2 separate regions of the Macaca mulatta genome follow, and region 1 is linked to region 2. A link is a contact called in public Hi-C data. All regions are on one chromosome and are shown on one strand. Each heading gives the region's core, a stretch centred on a gene start, on an enhancer-like site or on the middle of the called end of the contact. The rest is flanking DNA. Distances are from core to core; before and after follow the strand shown.

What was found. A called contact is a pair of places that touch in the nucleus more often than the background predicts.
Region 1: a Hi-C map of fetal cortical plate shows a contact between it and region 2, with 4 times the contacts expected there. The contact joins two enhancer-like sites. A contact is called at or near these places in 5 of 14 Hi-C or Micro-C datasets (cortical neurons, fetal cortex germinal zone, fetal cortical plate and 2 more).

The regions. Positions count from the first base shown.
Region 1 is chr14:53,123,805-53,128,216 of T2T-MMU8v2.0, forward strand. All of the region lies in intron 27 of MICAL2 (microtubule associated monooxygenase, calponin and LIM domain containing 2), which reads right to left. Among named protein-coding and RNA genes, the nearest start is that of PARVA, 35 kb to the left of the region's middle. Within about 2 kb of position 1,512, at least 2 of the 40 cell types and tissues checked have an H3K27ac peak or open chromatin away from gene starts, as enhancers often do.
Region 2 is chr14:52,567,333-52,571,559 of T2T-MMU8v2.0, forward strand. All of the region lies in intron 9 of TEAD1 (TEA domain transcription factor 1), which reads right to left. Among named protein-coding and RNA genes, the nearest start is that of RASSF10, 120 kb to the left of the region's middle. Within about 2 kb of position 1,394, at least 3 of the 40 cell types and tissues checked have an H3K27ac peak or open chromatin away from gene starts, as enhancers often do.

The DNA of each region.
Region 1 (4,412 bases), core at 262-2,761, 560 kb after region 2:
TTTGAGATGGAGTCTAGCTCTGTTGCCCAGGCTGGAGTACAGTGGTGCAATCTTGGCTCACTGCAAGCTCCGCCTCCCAGGTTCACGCCATTCTCCTGCCTCAGCCTCCCAAGTAGCTGGGACTACAGGTGCCCACCACCACGCCCAGCTAATTTTTTTGTATTTTTTTTTTTTTTAGTAGAGACGGGGTTTCACCATGTTAGCCAGGATGGTCTCGATCTCCTGCCTTGTGATCAGACATCGTGCCTGGCCCACAATTTCTTTAATAATTGTTTCTAGGCTGGGCGTGGTAGCTCACGCCTATAATCCCAGCACTTTGGGAGGCCGAGGTGAGGGGATCATCTGGGGTCAGGAGTTCAAGACCAGCTTGGCCAACATGGTGAAACTGCGTCTCTACTGAAAATACCAAAAATTAGCTTGGCATGGTGGTAGGCACCTGTAATCCCAGCTACTCAGCGGCTGAGACAGGAGAATCGCTTGAAATTGGGAGGTGGAGGTTGCAGTGAGCCGAGATTGCATCATTGCACTCCAGCCTGGGCAACAGGAGCAAAACTCCATCTCAAAATAATAATAATAATAATTGTTTCTAGAATTTTGACAAGGGTCATAATTCATGTTTCTTTGCCATATGAAAAGTGGAAAATATGCTCCAAAACCTTTAGTCTTTTGGTTCCAAAATTCTCCATGAGTTTTCAAAGACTGAGGTCATACGTACAAGCTATTCCTTTTGTTTTGTTTTGTTTTGTTTTGAGAACGAATCTCACCCTGTCACCCGGGCTGGAGTGCAGTGGTGTGATCTCTGCTCACTGCAACCCCTGTCTCCCAGGTTTAAGAGAGTCTCCTGTCTCAGCCTCCTGAGTAGCTGGGATTACAGGCATGTGCCACCATGCCGGACTAATTTTTGTGTTTTTAGTAGAGATGGGGTTTCGCCACGTTGCCCAGGCCGGTCTTGAACTCCTGGGCTCAAGTGATCCACCCACCTCAGCCTCCCACAGTGCTGGGATTACAGGTGTGAGCAATCGCGCCCGGTCAATGTGCAAGATATTTCTAAAACAGGGGCTTAACTGAGCAACTTCTGATTGAGTAACGCTACATGCAAGACACTATTCTATGTTCCATCTTTCACCTGGGCTTACAACTCTCTCATTTTTTCCACCTATCTATATTCAGTCCCTTCTAGATATTTAATGTTTCTAGATTGAAGATCGTTTTCCCTTGATAGAGAAAACAGAAAAGCTGAGAGCTGAGAATTCTGCCTTTCCTCATCATCTAACATTATACCATCTGCCACACACACTGGGCCTATCCTTCCTTGTTCTCAATCCAAAAGCAGCAGCTTTCAAGACACTATTTTGCTGTCTTTAGAGCATTTTTTTGTTGTTGTTTTTCAGATTCAGCCTCTTTGCTGCATTATACCCACAGGTTCTAGCTAGACTTTTATCCAGGATTACGTATCCTTTTCTCAATCTTTTGTGTCCTAAAATCTGGCCTGTTAGAGAGTCTCTGTGCTGCCACAGTGATTCCCCTTGACACTGTACTTGACAAACACAGGTTGAACAGAATCACTCAATTTAATTATTTTTTCAGTGGAATAACTTGTAATTTTGTTGGCTACAGTTCTTTTTTTTTTTTTTTTTTTTTTTTTTTTTTAATGGAATGAAGCTCTTGTTGCCCAGGCTTGTGTGCAATGGCATGATCTCGGCTAACTGCAACATCTGCCTCCTGGGTTCAAACAATTCTCCTGCCTCAGCCTCCTGAGTAGCTGAAATTACAAGTACCTGCCACCATGCCTGGCTAATTTTTGTATTTTTAGTAGAGATAGGGTTTCACCATATTGGCCAGGCTGGTCTCGAACTCCTGACCTCAGGTGATCCACTCGCCTCGACCTCCTAAAGTGCTGGGATTACAGGTGTGAACCACGGTGCCCAGCCTATTTTTCAGTGTCTTCCTTTCTTCAGTAGTCAAACACACTTTGGGGGATCTTTGGATGTGGAATCAAGTGCAAGCTTCCAGGAATCTGCCTTCCCAAAGTGTTGGGTTCAGGGTGACTGTGCCCAGTTTAGCCTTGCTCTCCACTCCAACCATGCACCAAGAGGTTCCTCTATGATTTCCATCAGCTCCCTGCCCCCTCCCCATCAGATTCCTTCCTGTGGGTCCTGATGAAGGCAGCATTGCCCCTCGCTATAAATGCAATAGAGCAAAGTGAAAGAAGCATGGGCTTTGAAGTCAATCAGACTTTGCTCTGCCACTTACAAACATGTGACTTTGGGCACATAACCTCACATCTCTCTGCCTGAGTTTCCTCCTGTGGAAAATGGGGATGGTGATGATAGTACTACCTTATAAATTGGATTAAATGAGCTGATGCCTATCAAATGCTTAGCATTGTGCTCGGCACATAGTAAACACTCAGTAAACTGTACCGTTGTTACTCCAACCTTGCCATTTCTTCCAACATCTAGTTCTATAGTTCAGCATGGATTATTTTCTGTTCACCTTTAGAATTCAGCTAGAGTATAACCCCTGCCTTGATTATACATGGCTAAACTTTATTTTGTAACTTAACGTGAAGTTAACAGAAACTCATAAATAATACTTTTTTTTTTTGGCTTCATGTACATGAAAAGGTCATGTGGCTGTGTGGATCATCTGCACTTCTTGGGAAGACACGAACACCTGGTACCTATGCGATGGTTTGCTTATCCACATCTCCATCTGGTCCCATAGCTGCTGGTGCATGGAAAACCCTTTCAGGGGACTCTCATGACCAGTTAGGAACCAGGATGCAGCTGCAATGGTGCAGCCAAAAGGCAAGCAGCCACTGGCTGTGAATAGAATGGCCCAGTTCTCCAGCCCTTTCTTCCTCTCACCCTCTGCCTGGGTCCACTGTCAACTGGCTCTTCAATTGTTCCTGTGTCCTCATCACATGATTTTTCCTGTGAGAAATGTAAATATCCCACTTGCTGAGGTGAAATGATCAAAACCCAACACAAAATGACTTTTTATTAATAGAGTCATTTATATTGGCTTACTTTTGCCCAACAGTGCTCTCAAAATTGCAAAGCACACTATGTCACTCCCAACCACCAAGACTGGTAAATCTTAGTCCCTACCTACCCTAGGGTGACTGGCATGTAAAGGTCAACAACTTTTTTCGTTTCTTTTTTTTTTTTTTTTTTTAAGACAGAGTCTTGCTCTGATGCCCAGGCTAGAGTGCAGTGGTGCAATTTTGGCTCACCACAGCATCTACCTCCCAGGTTCAAGTAATTCTTTTCTTCAGCCTCCTGAGTAGCTGGGACTACAGGCATGCACCACCAAGCTCAGCTAATTTTTATATTTTTAGTAGAGATAGGGTTTCGTCACGTTGGCCAGGCTGGTCTTGAACTCCTGACCTCAGGCGATCCACCTGTTTTGGCCTCCCAAAGTGCTGGGATTAGAGGCATGAGCCACTGCGCCAGGCCAATAACATTTTTTGGAATGGATAGTAGTAGAGAGAAAAAATGATCTATTTGTTCTTTAGACTCATGTCTTTTTTTTTGTTTTTTGTTTTTAACCTTTTTTTTTTGTAGGTAATGCTGAAGGCTTCTCCGATTATGTATTGGTGTGTGTTTTTTTTTTTCCAAGTTGGGTCTTGTTTTGCCGTGTGGTTCATAACTATCTATCTCTTTTGATGTGATTTTGCACCTCCTTAGAATCTGTGAGAAGTCCTAATTCAGTGTTCGCTGCAATTTTGTTGATGTACTCTTCATCCTCACTGATGATCTAGGGGCCTTCAAGGGGCTTTAGAGAAAGTGGGGCAGGAACTCTCAATAGCAGTGTGCAGGGCCTCTCCCCTGGACTGGCTGGGTTTTGGTCCCTGCCTTTGGTTCTCTGGTCTCTGGTCAGCACTCCACTCTGGAGCTCATGCACAGACCTGTTTCATTCAAGTCTCTACCAACCTTCATACCTGGAGCTTTGGGTATGTCTGCCTCCCACAGGCTCCTTACATAGAATGATGATCATCCAGAAAGCTGTGCTGTGGATCTGGCCTCATTCAGTCTTGACAAGCCCAGGATGCTAGTAGCTAGCTCACAATTCTGTTCTGGGAGTCAGAGAATGCAGCTGAAAAATAAAAATTCTAATCTTTCCCTTTTAAATTACTTTTTTTGTTTTGTTTTAAACTGTATATTTTTTAGAAACAAAATAATTAATTTTTCTTGACTTTGGGCTTTATTGAAATTGTATTACACTGTATGTATTCTTCCACAACTTGCTTGTTTTAAATTCAAAATTATGTTGTAAAAATGCATCCATGTGACTGATTCATTTTCACTGCTGTATATATAATATTCAGTTGTATGACTATACCACAAATTATTCATTTTCCTGCTAATGGATATCTGAGTTGTTCTTACGAGTTCTGCTATTATGAG
Region 2 (4,227 bases), core at 144-2,643:
ACCCGAGAGGTGGAGGTTGCAGTGAGTCATGGTTGCGCCACTGCACTCCAGCCTGGGTGACAGAGCAAGACTCCTTCTCAAAAGTAATTGAAAAATATTGACTCCTGTTAGAATTTCAGTAGAGTCCAAAGCACCTAGTGAGCACATTCTCGCAAGCTTGATCCCTGTCCAGATCTCTGGCTCAATTTCCTTTCACATTACTGTAAGACATTCAGGTTCAGAAGCATTTGTGGAGTGCTCAGTATGTTCAGAGATATTACTAAATGTAATTATCACAGTGAGCGTGGCAGCGATCCTGTTATGTCCACTTAAGACAGACTGGAAACTGAGGCTGAGCTGTGAGGTAATTTGCCCCAAATCTCAAACAGCTGCTAAGAATTCTAGTATCAGTCACCTCTTTGCTGCAACTAGAGCATGATGAAAGATAGGCTCTAAAGCAGCGGTCCCCAGCCTTTTTGGCACCAGAGACTGGTTTTGTGGAAGACAATTTTCTATGGGTTGGAAAAGGAACTCAGAGGAAACCCAGAGTAACCATCTACCCAGTGTGGAAGGCCCTCAGAGGTCTGGCCTTGCTTGGGGAGCTCCTACTTTACAGACAGCTATTTTTAACTTTCGAACTTTGTCTTTATTTCTTCAAAAGTACAGTGATGTGGTTAAGAATACAGAGTGGTGGTAAACCTTGGCACAGTCACTGTTCTTGGAGATAGATCTTGATAACTTTATTTAGCGTTTCTGAGCTACGGTTCCTTTATGTATAGACTGGACATAATGCTCAGCATACTAAAACAGAGCTCATAAATGCTGGTGATCATTATTGACATAATATATAAATAAGTTTCTTGGTTGGGTATGGTGGCTCACACCTGTAATCCCAGCACTTTGGGAGGCTGACGTGGGTGGATCGCTTGAGCCCAGGAGTTCAAGACCAGCTTGGGCAACATGGTAAAACCCCATCTCTACTAAAAATACAGAAATCAGCTGGGCGTGGTGGCGCATGCCTATAGTCCCAGCTACTTGGGAGGCTGAGATGGGACGATCCCTTGAGCCTGGGAGGTCGAGGCTGCAGTCAGCTGTGATTGTGCCACTACATTCAAGCCTGAGCAATGCAGTGAGACCCTGTCTCAATTAAAACAATAAAAATAAAAATAAATCAGTTTCATATGTTGAGCGAATGTGTGCCTTCCCTGATTGGGTTTGTTCCTGTACTGTGTCACGGAACTTCTCTTCTGCAAGGCAGTGAGTGCTTCCTCAAAATCGAAAGAGAACAATCTCTTTGCCTCGTTCTCCACCCCCAACTCTTCCCTCCTCTGGTTGTGTAACTCCGCCTAAGTAAATCCCTTCTGTGCTCCCTTCCTGGCTCCTGCTCACTGTGGCATCCAGACCAAAACAGACAGGAGACACATAGCCTGGTGCCCGGGCAGTTTGAGCAGGCAGGGCTTTGCCAGCTGCTGCCCTGTGGAGGGCTGGAGGAACCCACCGTGCCCCAGAATTGAGGTGGAGGAATCACTCCAGGCTTTATCAGGAAAACCACTCCCTATGTACTTTCAGGATTTAGCTGACAGCTCAGCCAGGCCAGGTTTTCATCTACCTAACTTGGCCTCCAGAAACTGGACCCTGATTTCAGGGAGGCCCCTTTTAAATAGCCCACCCTGGGTGGAGGATATCACACTTAACACTTGAGGTCCTTTGATATGCAACACTGAAATCATGTAGAAAGTGTATTTCCAACTCAAATAGTCTCTGTTTTTTACACTCTGCCTTCCTTTCTTCACCCTCTGCTGTTTTTCTCTTAGCTTCTAGTAGAGCCAAAGGTAACAGAGGGACTGATTCGCTGGTTCTCCTCCAACATAAACCACCACCAACTTGGGGAAGCTGCTGTCTGGTTTACACACAACACGGAGCCAGCAGGGGGCGATCATCCCCCTAATTATTCTCCCATTGGCTCCTTATAGCCCTGGACTACAAAAACAGACTACTCATCAGATACAAATGGACCGTACAGCCTTTTGGTCACAATCTCAGGATGTGGAGACCTGGATCTAAATCCTATTTCCCATGTCAGTTGACTGTCTAACACTGGGCAAGCTACTTCATAAGGATTACATAAGATAATGCATAGTGTTGGCACACAGAAAATATTTAGTAAATGTTGGCCATCACTATTGCTAGGAGTGGAGGGGTTGTGAAGAAGTCTTCAGTGTTGGCAAGGGTGACATATGTGGTGAGCCAACAAGTAAATTTCAGAAAACGCTGGTTCTAAGGCCACTTCAGACTAAAGAGGAGACAAACTAAGGTTCTTCTCTTGGCTTTGCTGGTACCAAAGTGTGCAACCATGTCTTTTTTTGAGACGGAGTTTCACTCTTGTCACCCAGGCTGGAGTGCAGTGGCGCAATCTCAGCTCACTGCAACCTCCGCCTTTTGAGTTCAAGCGATTCTCCTGCCTCAGACTCCCGAGTAGCTGGGATTATAGGTACCCTCCACCATGCCCAGCCAATTTTTGTATTTTTAGTAGAGATAGGGTTTCACCATGTTGGCCAGGCTGGTCTTAAACTTCTGACCTCAAGTGATCCACCCACCTTGGCCTCCCAAAGTGCTGGGATTACAGGCATAAGCCATCGCACCCGGCCAGGAATCATGTCTTATCTTCTCTTAAGAGATGGTACAGGCAGGCTGGGGTGCAAAGCTGGCTATTATAAGGCAGCATCTCTCTAAGCCTCTTCCATAGAAAGGAATAGAATAACCTACCTCACAGAGCTCAGTAAACATGAAAGAAGTCACTAATGACAAATAGCATGGAACCTGGCTACATAGTTTCTTTTTTTGCCAGCAATACCTATCAGTTCTCTTCTCTACTAAAAATACTTTATAACCCCTTGGGTCTAATGAGCCTAAGCCATTACATGGAAGTAGGGGGAAACCTATGTACATGTCTGTCTGTAACAAAGATCTAGAGAATCCAAATGCAAAGTTTAACTTGTTTAGGGCCCTTTAATTATTGGTCACTTTGTTTGCTTCCTTATCAAATTAATGTGGTTAATGTTGGATGTTAAATTTTAAGTACTGTATGCCCAAATTTGTTAAAATGTATCAGCTGAGTTTATTTTAGATGGCCTTAATGTTTCTGTTGTTGGAGTAAAAATATAGCAAAATTAAAGTCTGAGAAGTCACAAAAACTCTAAGAGCCAAAGAAACTATCTACATGATACAAATTTTTCAGCGTAACCTTAGCCCTGAAGTACCATTATACCTTGATTGTAATAGCACCTTGTGTTTGTCCAACAAAGCACACAGTATTTAACTTGAGAGGCTGGTACTTAAGATACTGTCAAATGCTTTAAATAATTTTATTAATTCTCCATCATTTCAACTGGTCAGCCACCACTTTTTCCCTCTAGCACAAGAACCAACCTTCGGGCCCTCACATGTCCACTAAAATCAAATATAGATACTATTCACAATCTGCCACATTCATTTGCACACATTAAATCACTTGTGTTCAACTGCAGAATGAGTGTTTGTAACATGGGAATATCAGAAGCAACACCAACAATAGCGACTGAGGTTAGGCAAAATAATTTCACAGCAGTGATAGAGCTCTGGTTGGTAATGTCTAATGCACATCACTTAGTACATAATACAAGCCAGAAACATCAACATATCTATTGGGGGAATTATTTTCTGAAATTATACACTTTTAATCCAAAAAGCAAGTAACTTTCAATTGTGAAGAAGGCTGGGGCATGGCAGTGCATAACTGTAGTCCCAGCTACTCGGGAGCCTGAGGCATGAGGATCACTTCAGCCCAGGAGTTTAGGCCAGCCTGGGGAACACAGTAAGACCCTATCTCAAAAAAAAAAAAAAAAAAATCAGTTGTGACAAAGGACCATTATTCCACATAAGCAGTTAGCATCCCCTGACATACTGAGTATTTATTTGCTTGGGTAGTTCTTGTGTTCTCCACCCAAGTGTGGGCTCCATGAGAAAAAGAACTTTGTTTTGTTCACTACCGAATTTCTAACACCTGAAACAGTGGCTGGCATGCAGTTGGTGCTCAAAAAGTACTTGTTAAATAAATTCTAATTTCTCTCAGTCCCCAATTCATATCCCCTAAAATATAACTATCTTTCTCAAAGGGCCCAAGGGTGTTACACCAGGCCTGCCTTCATTTCAGGGCCTTTTAAGTCACGTGTTGGAGTCTATATAAGTCAAGCTTTTTTATTCAACAGC